2 separate regions of the Drosophila melanogaster genome follow, and region 1 is linked to region 2. A link is a contact called in public Hi-C data. All regions are on one chromosome and are shown on one strand. The core of a region is the stretch at or near the end of the contact, and the rest is flanking DNA. Distances in the headings are between cores, read along the strand shown. Region 1 holds the start of peb (pebbled). Region 2 holds the start of bi (bifid).

What was found. Hi-C and Micro-C count contacts between places; a contact is called where the count stands out from the background.
Region 1: a contact with region 2 is called in a Hi-C map of the Kc167 cell line, with 2.5 times the contacts expected there. The contact joins the promoter of peb here to the promoter of bi in region 2. A contact is called at or near these places in 20 of 107 Hi-C or Micro-C datasets (the Kc167 cell line, the OSC cell line, the S2 cell line and 8 more).

Annotation. Positions count from the first base shown.
Region 1 is chrX:4,613,355-4,619,296 of dm6, forward strand. It overlaps peb (pebbled), which reads left to right and starts at 4,210. Exons shown (of 3, transcript NM_001014722.2): 1 at 4,210-4,709.
Region 2 is chrX:4,411,133-4,417,584 of dm6, forward strand. bi (bifid) reads left to right here and starts at 2,330. Exons shown (of 8, transcript NM_001297932.1): 1 at 2,330-2,767. The region is part of intron 3 of lncRNA:CR32773 (long non-coding RNA:CR32773); the gene reads right to left.

The DNA of each region.
Region 1 (5,942 bases), core at 2,960-5,459, 200 kb after region 2:
ACCTTATCACTGTGAGAAGGAAAGAACGGAGCTTACTTCGGGTGTTTCGTTATTCATCACAGGGCAATCAATTTCCTTACGGCATATGATTTAGTGATATGACCGCGGTGTTGCATCAAGCGAAAACCAACCATCCAACCAACCATCCATCCATCCATCTATCGATAGCCGGCGTCATAATTCCCGACGCCGCTGTATCATAATCATAAAACCCGGTCTCTTTTGGGGGAACAAATATATAGATGTACATGTGCATGTCCATGTGCATATGTATGTATGATGGCATGGAAGCATGGTACCATCTACCTGCTTGAAGAAACGCGGCGCGTGCGCTAATCGGCGATAGTTGTCCAACCCAAAAATATCTGCAAGCAGTGTATCTGTATCTCTATGGGTGCACAATGACCCAAAATTGATGGCCAGACGCGATTCCGCAGACCGGATCTCACTTCGACGAGTGTCGTTGATCCGGCAAAGTCAATTGGTTTCTAACGAGCTTAGCTCCTGTGCAGACAATGTCTGAGGTTCGGGTGTCGTCGCAGTGCCATGAATGGTTGGGTCATAAATGCAATATTAGCCAAGTTAGTAGAAGAATGTATGAGGGAAATCTCTTTTAAAATAGCAATTGATATTAATTATACATATGTATGTACATACAATATGATAGGACACCGTCATCATTACCTGTTTTGTACTTAAACGACTGATATGCAGCACCATATCAGCGTGACGTTTTGAGTTCTTAAAAAATGATAATTCAACAATGATTTGATACGAAATTTCCTAAATCCAGTGATTCGAACATTTTCCGCCAAATTCAATCGGCTTACAACTGCCCCATTGAATGGGAAAAGCTTTGCCCACTTGTTGTGTCACACACACATTTATGTATATATTTTAGTATATTTGTATGGATTTATAGTTTGTGTCTGTGGCAATAAACACACATACACGTAACACCAAACACAACACACAAGTTGGGGGGGAAATTCACCGAAAAGCAAACTGTGAACTGACGCATTCTACCAGCTAACGGCATTTGTTTGGCCACAAGTCGCGAATACCTCGTTTTTTTTTTATTCCAGGGGCATATTCTCAATTGCAAGATAAATACATATGTTTACACAAAAAAAAAAAAAAACGTTCGAAATTCCATGCGATTGAGCATTTCTCTTGTAGAACAAAGCAAAAGTTAAAGCATTTTATAAAATATTTAAGTATAAGCCAGGGTATTAGCCGCCTTCGCACTACGTAAACCCTGTTTTCTGCACTATTATTCTACATTTGTTGTTGCCGTTATTGTTGTTATTAAACAAGCTGTTTGGCTGGTCATATTGTTATTGTTCTTTTGCCGTTGATTTTACTTTTTTTGCTTTCGTTCGTGGCGGGGGTGCAAAGTTTAGGCAAAGCAGAAAATCATATAAAATTTGAGAAACAAAAAATAACAAAAAAATAGGCGACGCGCGCCTTTTCAATAACCTTTATCAGGTGGGTGACTGTTTTCTGTGGGCGGAATTGGGTGGCGGCGGGTGCCCAGTCACCTTGACATATCACTGGTGACAACAGTAACAACAATAAAAACAATAACAAATTCGCTGGCAAACGAGTGCGAATTAAAACGATTAATGGCGCTGGCTTTGCTTTTGCAAATAATAATCCCAAAACGAAAGCGAATTTCAGGCATTGCAGCCCGGTTACACTGAGCAAATTTTAAGCTGCAAACTACAAGGCAGGTAAGACAATTCAAAATATGATCAATTTATTGCCGGGCTTCAACAAGAATCATCTAGTTTTTGTAAAATTGTTTCGGCAGAATGTCGTTACTTTTCTCGCTCTGTAAAATATACCCACAACCAAGTTACTAAGTGATAAAGAGCGCAATATTATGTGGAGCAGTGTTGTGAAGGGTGTGTGAGGTGGGGGGGGGGGGGGGGAGGTGGAGTTTTCAATGTTGAAGAGCAGCGCGTGGGATTTTCAGTTGGCAGCATTGTTTGCTATTTGTTTTATGCTAAGCTAAATGCTAACTAAATGTTGGCAATTAAATGTTAATGTTGCCCCTTTCTGCCGCTGCTTCTTCTTCTGCGTCGACTGCTACTATTTGCAACGCCAACACTTTCCGTCTCCATTGAAAACGGAAAAATTGAAAAAAAGGGAAATTGATACAGAAACTGAAAACGAAACCGAAACTGAAACACTTTGGTTTGGTTTCTCAGCTGTTTGCATATGGCAAAAATGCAATGCATATCATATCTGGCTGGCTTTTAATGTATATTTAACACGCATTGCCATTACCATCATTATATTGTTGTAATTGTGCTTGGCGTTGGCTGTCATTGTTGTTGCTGTTGTTACTGTGCTTATTGTATTTCTTGTATTTATTGTATTTATTGTGCCACCCACGCGCATGCGCAACCAACTCAAAAAGACAGTGACGCAAGCGACTAAGTTTTCCAATCGCTTTCGATGGAAATTTGCATTCTTTTCGACACTGAATTCCGAAAATAAGATAATTATATATTAATAATATTAAGATCTCTGAAAAATTTGTATGATTACAACATAATTTTGTCACTTTTGAGTGAGCTATAGTTTTTAATCGCTGAACCACTGTGCGAATTTTTCAAGTTCATTATAAACAAAACGTAAATATTATTAAATTGTGTACAAACAGCGCGTTGCACGTGTCGCTGTGCCTTCTAGTGTGTGTGTATGTGTGTGTGTGCGTAGGGGCGCGTGTTTGTGTCTGTGTGTGTGAGTGGGCGAGTGTATTGAACTCTTGCTGCATTTTTTGCACAATTTCGCCGCCTTTTTTTCTGCTTTTGCTTGCGTTGTATTATTGTGCTCATTTATTTTTATTTTTACCTCTGTTGTTACAATTGTTTTGCATTATTTTTCTTTGAGTGGAGAATCGATCGAATGCATCGATTTTTGGATGAGATGCTGAAGGGTTGCTGGTCACCTAATTTACATACATACATATGTACATTCTTTCGGCAGCTGACACTATTTAAAATTGACCTCTCGACGGTACCTAAACACCTATGAGTATCGAAGAGCATGGAAAAAGAGCCTTTATATTTGGAGAACGCTATCCCCAAAGAATCGCAGAACTACGGGCAGCTACATGACATTTCTTTCGGTGCATTAATGTTAATTTCAATGCTGCTTGATTGCTGTATGACGCACCCTGAAAAGGTGAAAGGTGAAAAGAGGGACCGAAAAGAGACTCGATCGTCTCCGACTTCCGTTCTGGGCACAGCTAGAGGTTAAGGTTGAGAAACTGGCCAGGAAGTATCCGCTCGGGGGTTAATGGATACGGATACACGGATGGGGATGTTCACAGCTATGGATGAGCACATATGTATGTACATACATACATACATACATACATACATACATATGTATGGGCATATGTACACGAAGATCTGGATGTGCTCATCGCTAGATGAAGTGCGACAGAAAGGGCAACAAACATGGCCAGCGTGGCCAATGGCAACGGGATTTGCCCAAAAATCCAAAATGCATCCAGACATATGCATATGTGTATGTGGGTGCTACATACAGTGATCACTCGTATAGAAGGCAGAAAAAGTTGACAATTGGAGATTTGGTAGTCTGGCACATTTCTATCCTACATCCGTTGATTTTGTTTCATTTTTTAACAAGATTTCAGACTCATTTCCCGAAGTATTTATTTTGCCGATATTAATACTTTTTTCTAGTTATTGAAAAAAATGGTGACTTTGGTTTAAAGTCCTAGGTCAAACTGAAGTATTCCATAAATATTAAAAGAAGGAAATACTACACAAATAATGCATCTTCGATTAGATATACTTCTTCTACGCTCAGATCTAGTATCGTGCATCCCATTTCCAGTTGTCAAGTGTCCACTGTAATTTCCAATTCCAATGAAAGATGAGTACGGCCCTCTCGCTCTTCCACACACACACACACGCACCCAATGTGTAATCCTATTTGCGCCAAATAAAGAAAAAGAAGAAGACAAATTTGAAACGAAGAATGAGAAGGAAAGAAAATCCAAGCTGCGCTGCCTCCGTTGAAAAAAAAATGAGAAAAACCAGACTGCTTCTCTCTTCTCTCTTTTCTCTTTTCATTTCAAATTTTACGCTCTCGCTCTCGCGGACAGCGACGCCGCCGGCGGCAGCGCAGCGCAGCCGTTGTATTTATAAATACAACTTTATAAATACAACATCAGTCGATTTTCATCTGCCGAATCGGTTGCGCTGCGGCTGCGCTGAGAATAAGATACAAAACTCGTGCGCGGCGCTTCAAGAAACCAACTCAAAAGCAGACAAATCAAATAACTAACTTGTAGAAAATAAAAATATAATAAAACATAAACAGAATTTCTCAATTCTAAGCCTACAAAGAAATATCAAACGCAAACTGCATATTTTTTTCACGTTTTTTTTTTAAACGACAAACCATTGGGAATTTTTGGAATACTAAGCTTTAAGGCCAAAGAAGTGTGAAAAATATTAAGTGAACCAAAAAATAAGTGCTATCTGAATTAAGTTATCTGACAAGAATTAAAAAAAAAACCTACACACTAAACATAAAACACAAAACACCAAAAAGCCACCAAAAATCATTTTTCAACGGGAACCAAGCCTAAAACAGTGCGAAATCCGGAGTTGGAATGCCGTCGCAACTGTTGAACACAATTTCACAACTAAATATCCACTAAGGTAATTTTTTAACAGTGATTGTTTTGGATTTTTTTTTATGTTGTTTCTGTGATTTGTGCGTGAACAATTTGTTGTTGCTTTGGATAAATAATCGAGCGCAGAAAACATGGATTATCAAAAGGATGAAATTGGAAAAGTTATTGGGTCTTCAGCTAAGCTAACATTTTTGTGTTAAATTGTTAAGAACAAAAATTGTTGAATTTAAAATTAGCACAACCGTTTTAAAATAAAATTTAAAAGCTTAGTTTTCAAACACATTTGAAATGCAATTTTTAAATGCAATTGAAGTGCAGCAGTGTTTTAAAATCGACTTAGATATTAGAAATATTATTTAAAAAAGATGAAGTAATGAAAATATATATGCCAGTTTAATTCTTCCGTAAATCGTTAAAATAATTTAATGATCCAAATTCATTATATTCCGATTAAATCAAAAGGAAAATGTTTATATAAAATTATTTTCCTACGATCACAATGTTTGAAAACATTTCAATTCAAGTCCATTCCCAAAACCCCTCCCTTGGTGTTTTGGGTCAAGTTCTGCCTGCAATTAGCCGGGTCAAAAAATTACCCATGACCGATGCTAAAACCCTTGAACTTTGACACACCACGCACACACAGACAGTCCAGTCCGAAAAGCCAGAAATTTCCGTGGTCAGGGATGATGAGGCGACGTTTATAGGGTTTAATTCAGATTGATGATCTGTTTAATATCGCAGGGGTTGTGCTCCATGTCAAACGGTTCACTTCACTCGGCTTGATTCCGTTAGATGGCGATTAGAAATTTGTTTTTTCACTGACCAAGTTGTGTTCATTGATAATTCCCAAGGGTCATAAAGGTGTGAAAACCGCCCAACAATTCCCCGCCCCAAAAAGTATATATTCGGGAGGGAATCTTTATCTCAATGACTTTTCATGACTCATGGACAACGAAATTGAAATCAGCCAACCAAAATGAAAGGCCAAACCGAAAGCCAATGGACAACAAACAACTAACACACATTTACCGAAAAAATTATATGTGTATATGACTGGATGTATGCATGTGTGTATGTATATATAGCGAACAGTGGGCTCGTTATCGGTAGAAATTTTTGATCAGCCTCTGAGGTTTCAGAGTTTCTTTATTTTTGTTGCCTTTCGGGGGGAAGTTAGGATTTTCAAATCGATCCACTACCACCCAAAGAAACAACAACAACGACAACAACTGGGACACCGCTCATAGTCATAGCC
Region 2 (6,452 bases), core at 1,080-3,579:
TTCTTTTTTTTTAAAGAAATTTTATTTTTCAAAGTTCTGTGCTTCTATTATTTCTCCAAATTTTAGCTCCCTTTTCCGAATTTGAGCCTAAAATTTCGCGCCAAAAAACCGAATAAAGCCATATAGGTGAAGTGGAAACTGAGAAATAAGGGACACGAGAAGGCACGGAGACGGAAAAGGACATTTTTGCCTGTGTGACAAAATCGCTGACTACGTGTGTGTGCGTGTTTTCCTTCTCGCCATGTAACGCTATCTCGCTTCTACACGCACACACATGAACACAAGCCCGAGACTCCGCCCACTAAGCGATCGCGATGAGATGAGAAAAAAACTCACCACAGTCCGGTAAAAAACGCTCAACTCACTCACTCAGTCATACACACACACACACACATTCACTCGCTCTCCCACTCTTTCTCACCGAGAATGCGCATTCCCTCTGGCACTTGCCTTCTCGTTCTTGCGCACATGAAACTGTGTAAAATGGTCGCCTTGCAGGGGGCGTTGCTTTATGGCCGTCTTTTTCGCACCCATGCGAAAGTGCCGCAGTGTGAGCGAGAGGGAATGCGTTTGTGGATGGAGGTTTTGAAAGCAAGAGTAGAGAAGATGCGACGTTGTAAACGAATTTGCATATTTCTACTGCTTTACGCTTATTGCATATTTTATTCATTACGTTCTGGCGCTTCGGCGGATGAAAACCCAAGAAAAGGCGAAAAGCGAAGGAAAGTGTCATATGGCATTCCGACTACCGTTAGCTCTGCGTGACATCGGTCCTCCCTTTCGCACGCACAATCTTCATCCTTCTTTTTGCTTCTTGTTGAGCTTCTTCCTTTTTTAAGCTTTATAATTTATAAATTCGTTAATATATAAAAAAAAAGTTGCTTAAAATTCTAAATTCTCAGTTCAAGATATAAAAAATTCAACAATTATTCCTACGAAAATCCTTTTAAATAATTTCTTATAAGCTGTTAGCTCAATCTGAATACAGTCCCAACTATCTCTGGTTTTGTATATTTTTTCTGTAACTTAGAATTAATATTTAGTGTTTTTTTTAAAGCTGAGCTTTTTGTTTTTACTTTCATTTGATTACCAAGTATTTCCAACCCAAATATATACATATATATATGGTATATATATTACTTAACTAATAGCTACAATCATATTTACGTCTTAAAAGGATTCTTAGCTGTTTTAATATCTTAAAGCTGTTTCCAGATTTCATATACTTAAGGTCATAACAATGCCAACATCCTAGTTTGTTTTTTATTTGGCTCCTTTTACCCGAAATTGGTTCCACGTATTTCTGCAAATTTGTTTATTTTCGCTTGGCAGCGACTTAATCTGTGCTCCAGTTTTTCGTAGTATCCCCCCCCAAAAAAAATGGACACCATACACACACACATTTAACGGTTAAGCCGTTGTCCTTTTTTCCCAAGAAGTCAAAGGATGCGATTCGAATGTGCGTGAGTTATCCGGCGTGTTGTTATCCTGGCTCGGACCAAATAGGATACAAAAAAAACCTAGCATAAACCGGTTCTGAGTAAGTGCTCAATTACTCACACACACACACACACACATGCAAAGAAGTGCTCACTCAAAACGAAGCGAAACGAGGCGAATTCGTGCCTCTGCCTCTGCCGACGTCGACTGTGCTGCCGTGGTGGGTTTTGTGAAGCAAAGCGTCGAGCAGAGTGGCGAATAGCGTCATTCAAAATTGGAATTCTGTTAGTAAACGTCGACACTTCATATGAAACGAAGAGCGGAGATCACAGCGGAAAATCCAGGGGTGTACGTGGGTTTAAAACGCACAGAGGGATTTCACTCAAAGAAAGAAAGAATACGTTTATACTTATATAGGGTTAGACCAGGAGGGTAGGCTACGTATAAAGACAAGAAGAAGGAAAGCAAAGAAAGAATGGCCTCGCCAAGTAAAGCTGAGAGCATAGAGTGTAGGGATTACACAGAAGGGCTTTAAAAAGAAAATATGTAACCCACAAAATAGCAACTACAAGACTACCCACGACTTGGGTGTCAAAATGCTTGTCATTCGACAGCACGGCGAGGGGGAAAACCTATGCTAAGCTGGCCTTAGCTTTTTTGCCCGCGTGTGGTGAACATAACACGGGCCAACCCACCTCCCCCCACGCGATGGGGATTCCCCACTTTCGCATTCTGCCGGCGTCGCTGCGAACGTCGCTGCCGGCTTCTTGCACTTTGGCGCTCGGCGTCGTCTTGGCCCGGTTATTTGTTGTTTTTTTTTTTTTTTTCGTTTTTCGGGCTTTTCGGCTTTTTGGATCGTTCTCGGCCAGCAGTCGCCGCCTGTCACACGCTCACGTCAAACGCTTTTGCCGTCGCGTCGTCAGATAAACCAAATGTCTCGCCGTGTTTACGTGTGATTCCCCTTTTTTGCTTCAATCCGAAGGCAAAATAAATACACTGACCTTAACCGATACGGCTCACCGTTTAACCGCTAACCGTTAACCGTTTCGTGGCCGTCGACGATAAGGAATCAAGAAACAACATCACCCTGCAGATTCTGTTTTGTTTTGTTTTTTTGTGCAGTCCAGAATTTTTTGAAAACCTGACAAGATTAAAGAAAATTGTGTTTGAAAAGTGCGTAAAGTGTGGAGTATTTAAACTTAAAAAAAAAAACATATATAAAAATCAAACAACAGCAAGGTGGGAGGTCCAAAGAATATAAATAAAAAACACACTGGTTTCCGCCTGAGATTTTCAAAATACCGTTTCAGATCATGAAAACATAATGGTATACAAATATATTATGTTTATGCTGCCCTTGGAAATAAATAGTATACTATCAAAAAAATCTACTCCTTGGTTTTTCCCTACTTGAGAAATGAGAAATTTACAAACATTAAATGTAGAACTACTGATAATTACTTTCAATATTTTGGTGATCCAATGAGTTAATAGGAAAGTCCTTAAACAAAGCGTGGTGGAACTCCTTCCCATTATGATAATCACATCGCATAACACCAGGGAGATTGTCTAGATTGATTGATCCAACCCCCAGGAGATTCCCCATCCCGATCTGCTCAAGCGCAACGAAATCGGAACCATTATCCAATTAGCTAACTCTTTCCGAACCCGTATCATCAGTTTATCGCCTCGTCAATTGTTTTCTCATACTTTTTTCGCTACTTAACTGATGTGACAATTTGTAGCCATTAGCCGGAGGCAGTCAGTCAAACAGTCGCTAGATTTGCAAGTTGTTCAGGCATGACAAAACAAAAAAGAAAAAAAAAAAAAAACTATATATATGCAATGTATGGCGATGGATAAGGGGGGGGGGGAGAGTTGGGGAGCGGGGTTCCGGAGACGAGATCACGATCGCATCTCGACACGCAGCTAAAAGTGTAAATCAGCTCGCCTTCCATTATGTCAACAATCTCTTTGTCTGTCCGTATTATTTACATTTGTCAAATCAAATTTGACAGCTGCGGAAAACATAATATCTCAAGTCGGCGTCTGCGGCACAGTCCGGTTTTTTGTATGGGGCCTTATTCAATAGGGAGGGGATCAAGGGGATTCGCGGAGGAGATCGTAGCCGCCTAGGACCACCGATACAAACTTGTATTCAGAACTGGATTTGTCGCTTCGCTCTGTTGTGCCAAACGAACTGAGCCATGAACACAAGAATGAATACTTGGCCAAGCACTCGATCAATCTGGTCTCACACAAAGTTCTTTCACTTGAAGATGTACAAAAATAATTAGACATTTTTCTATTTATCTATTGTTATACGGAAAAGGATTTAAAACGTGCAAACATTTTGACTACTTGTTCTAATTTCGAAATACTAAGCCTGAAAATCAAGGATATTTATAAATCTAATATTCCAAGCCACTGGCTATTATCATTCGCGTTTACAGAGCAATGTTTTGTAGGAAAGGATTTTCCCCAGCACCAAAATAATTTTCTCTTTCGAGTAGTTTATTGCACTGCTTATTAGCGATTAGTGACTTTTATGACTGTTTAGAAACGTAGTACTCAACCCTTTTCGAAAGTAGGTAACAACCCTTAACCATTTGTATTACATATTAGAGAATGTTTTCTTCTTGTTTCCGAGGGAACATGCATTTTCTTTTTGATCCTCATTTAGTAGGGATTACATTATTACACAGTTGGAAATATATATTGTCTTGATCGAATTACGGAATTAAGTGTTATATATACCTAAAATAGTTCCAAAATACCACAACACATAATACCTATATCTTTTGCTGACTTCACCAATTAATTGGTGAGGTTTCCAGTCGGGGTTGTTCGTTGGTAAGCTGCTAACGGACTTATGACATGGATATGGCTATGATTCGGGAATCACGATTCAGTATTCCGTATTCCGTATTCGGTGGGGTATGTACTGTGTACTCTGCTACTATAAAATGCCAGCTCCATTGTTGTTGCTACAACCGGCGGAAGAAAACGGAAGAGGGGATTGTATTTTTTGGATTTCGGGAATTGGGAATGGCCTGGATGCGGCACTTATCCTTGTTTTTTTTTTTTTTTTGGGGTTGAAGGCAACAAACACACTGCACACTTAACCGATAAATACGCACCACATCTATATTATATGTGTGTGTACATACTCGTATATGGATGCGTGTACGTTTGTACATCCGATGGACAGATCCTTTGTATCCTGCTATCCTGGCTCTATCTATTGACTGACTAACACGCCAGCTGACTTGGCAGGGGAGGAAGAAGCCAAGCGCTGGGGAAGTAGAACCTGGTCCTGCTGTCTCGTGCAAAGCTGACTGACATCCAGCAACTTCCTTTGGCCTCAGACTTCAGCAGCACTCACGCAATTTTCCTCCACACAAAAACCCCCACCTAGCTGATGATGGCTTGCCGGGGGTGGTTCTCATTCGGGCGATTTTCCAACGTGTTGTAATCCCATTTGCAGGATTGCGGATTCAGGAATCAATTACGAATTTAATTTATAAGCAAAGCTCGGTGGAAAACTCAAGAGAATCCAACCCACAGCTCGTAGCTCGTAGCTCGTAGCTCGTAGCTCTCTCTCTCCTGGCAAGGGTGCGTGTGCCTGCAGGTGGGTAGAAATTGTATATAGTCAGCGGGAGGATGCTACTTGTTACGGGATCAAATTGATTTCGATGGAGATTGCTCTCGAAAAAACTCGAGGCACTTCATCGAGCCTTTTGATGGCGTCCAAAAAGTTTTCTGAGCTCGCAGCTGTCAAGTGCAACGTTGCCCCTTCTCGAAGATTTTCCACCCACCGTCTGACAATGCCAGAACTAAAATTCCTTTTCATACTTCTCATCTTCCTAGCATTTTTTTTTTTGTTATTTTTATTTTCTTTTCTGTTGGAAACATTGCTGGAATGATTTGGCCGCGGACATAAAAAAAAAAGTTTAAAGTCTTGGCAGCTGAAACAAACTCCGCCTCTGATTTTCTTTTTTTTATTTTTTTTTATTCCTTCTGTTGTGTTTTGAGTGGCTGTGCATAATGTATACAGCAAATTTTTGTCTAACAATTTGGCGCATTTTCACGCGATTTTTCTTCTTTATTTGTTTGTTTGCTGCTCCAGAGGGTTATAAAAATAATATATATGCAAGAAAGGAAAAACACTTGACAGTTTCCTTTCGCTTTAATTGCTATGCAAATTGCTAAGGGGAAATGCTTATTCAAAAGGATTTAGCATCCTTGGTTTTATTGTGCGCAAACTAAAGTTACGCTTTGCTGCGGATTTGTATGAAAAGACCTGACAATTCTCGTTAACTTCCCAAGCGGTTTTTTGTTGTGTCACATTTTCTAATTAGATTTAAACAAAATGACAGGGAAATAAGAGACCACACCGAAAATTGTGAATACTGACATCTTTTAAAGTTCTTACAAATTGCAATGTGTCGAACATCAAATCGCAAGATGCCAACTATTTTAGGATTGCAACTATAAAGGATTCAGTTGCCATACGTTTCTATTGCAAAATATATCTACAAAAATCAATTCGATTCCATTTCTTTCCTTCCATTTAATTTGACTTCTCTTTATTCTCGGTCTTGTCTCGGCTTTTATTCATTTATTTTCTTTCATTTTCTTTTGATGGGGAAAAGCTCAAACCGAGCGCAACTTTTTATGACAGCATCACTTGGCACTTTCAATACAATATCATAATGGCCAAAAGGAGCTTAGGAAAGTAGGTGAGGTTGAGTGTAACTAAAGTGTATTTCTATACCAGCGCCGACGCCTCGATTTTTGCCATTGTCTGGCCCTCTCTCTCTCCCACACACCCACTGTTTGCCATTCCATCTCTGTCTGTTACTGACTTTTACATTAATGAGCATGTTTTTATTTATAAGTGTTCTTTTCTTCTCCTCACAGCATTCCTAGCCATTCTCTGCAGTTCGCTTTGTTCGCCCACAAGCTTTGTTGTAACGCCCTGCATGGTTCGCCATAAACTCCCATTCGTG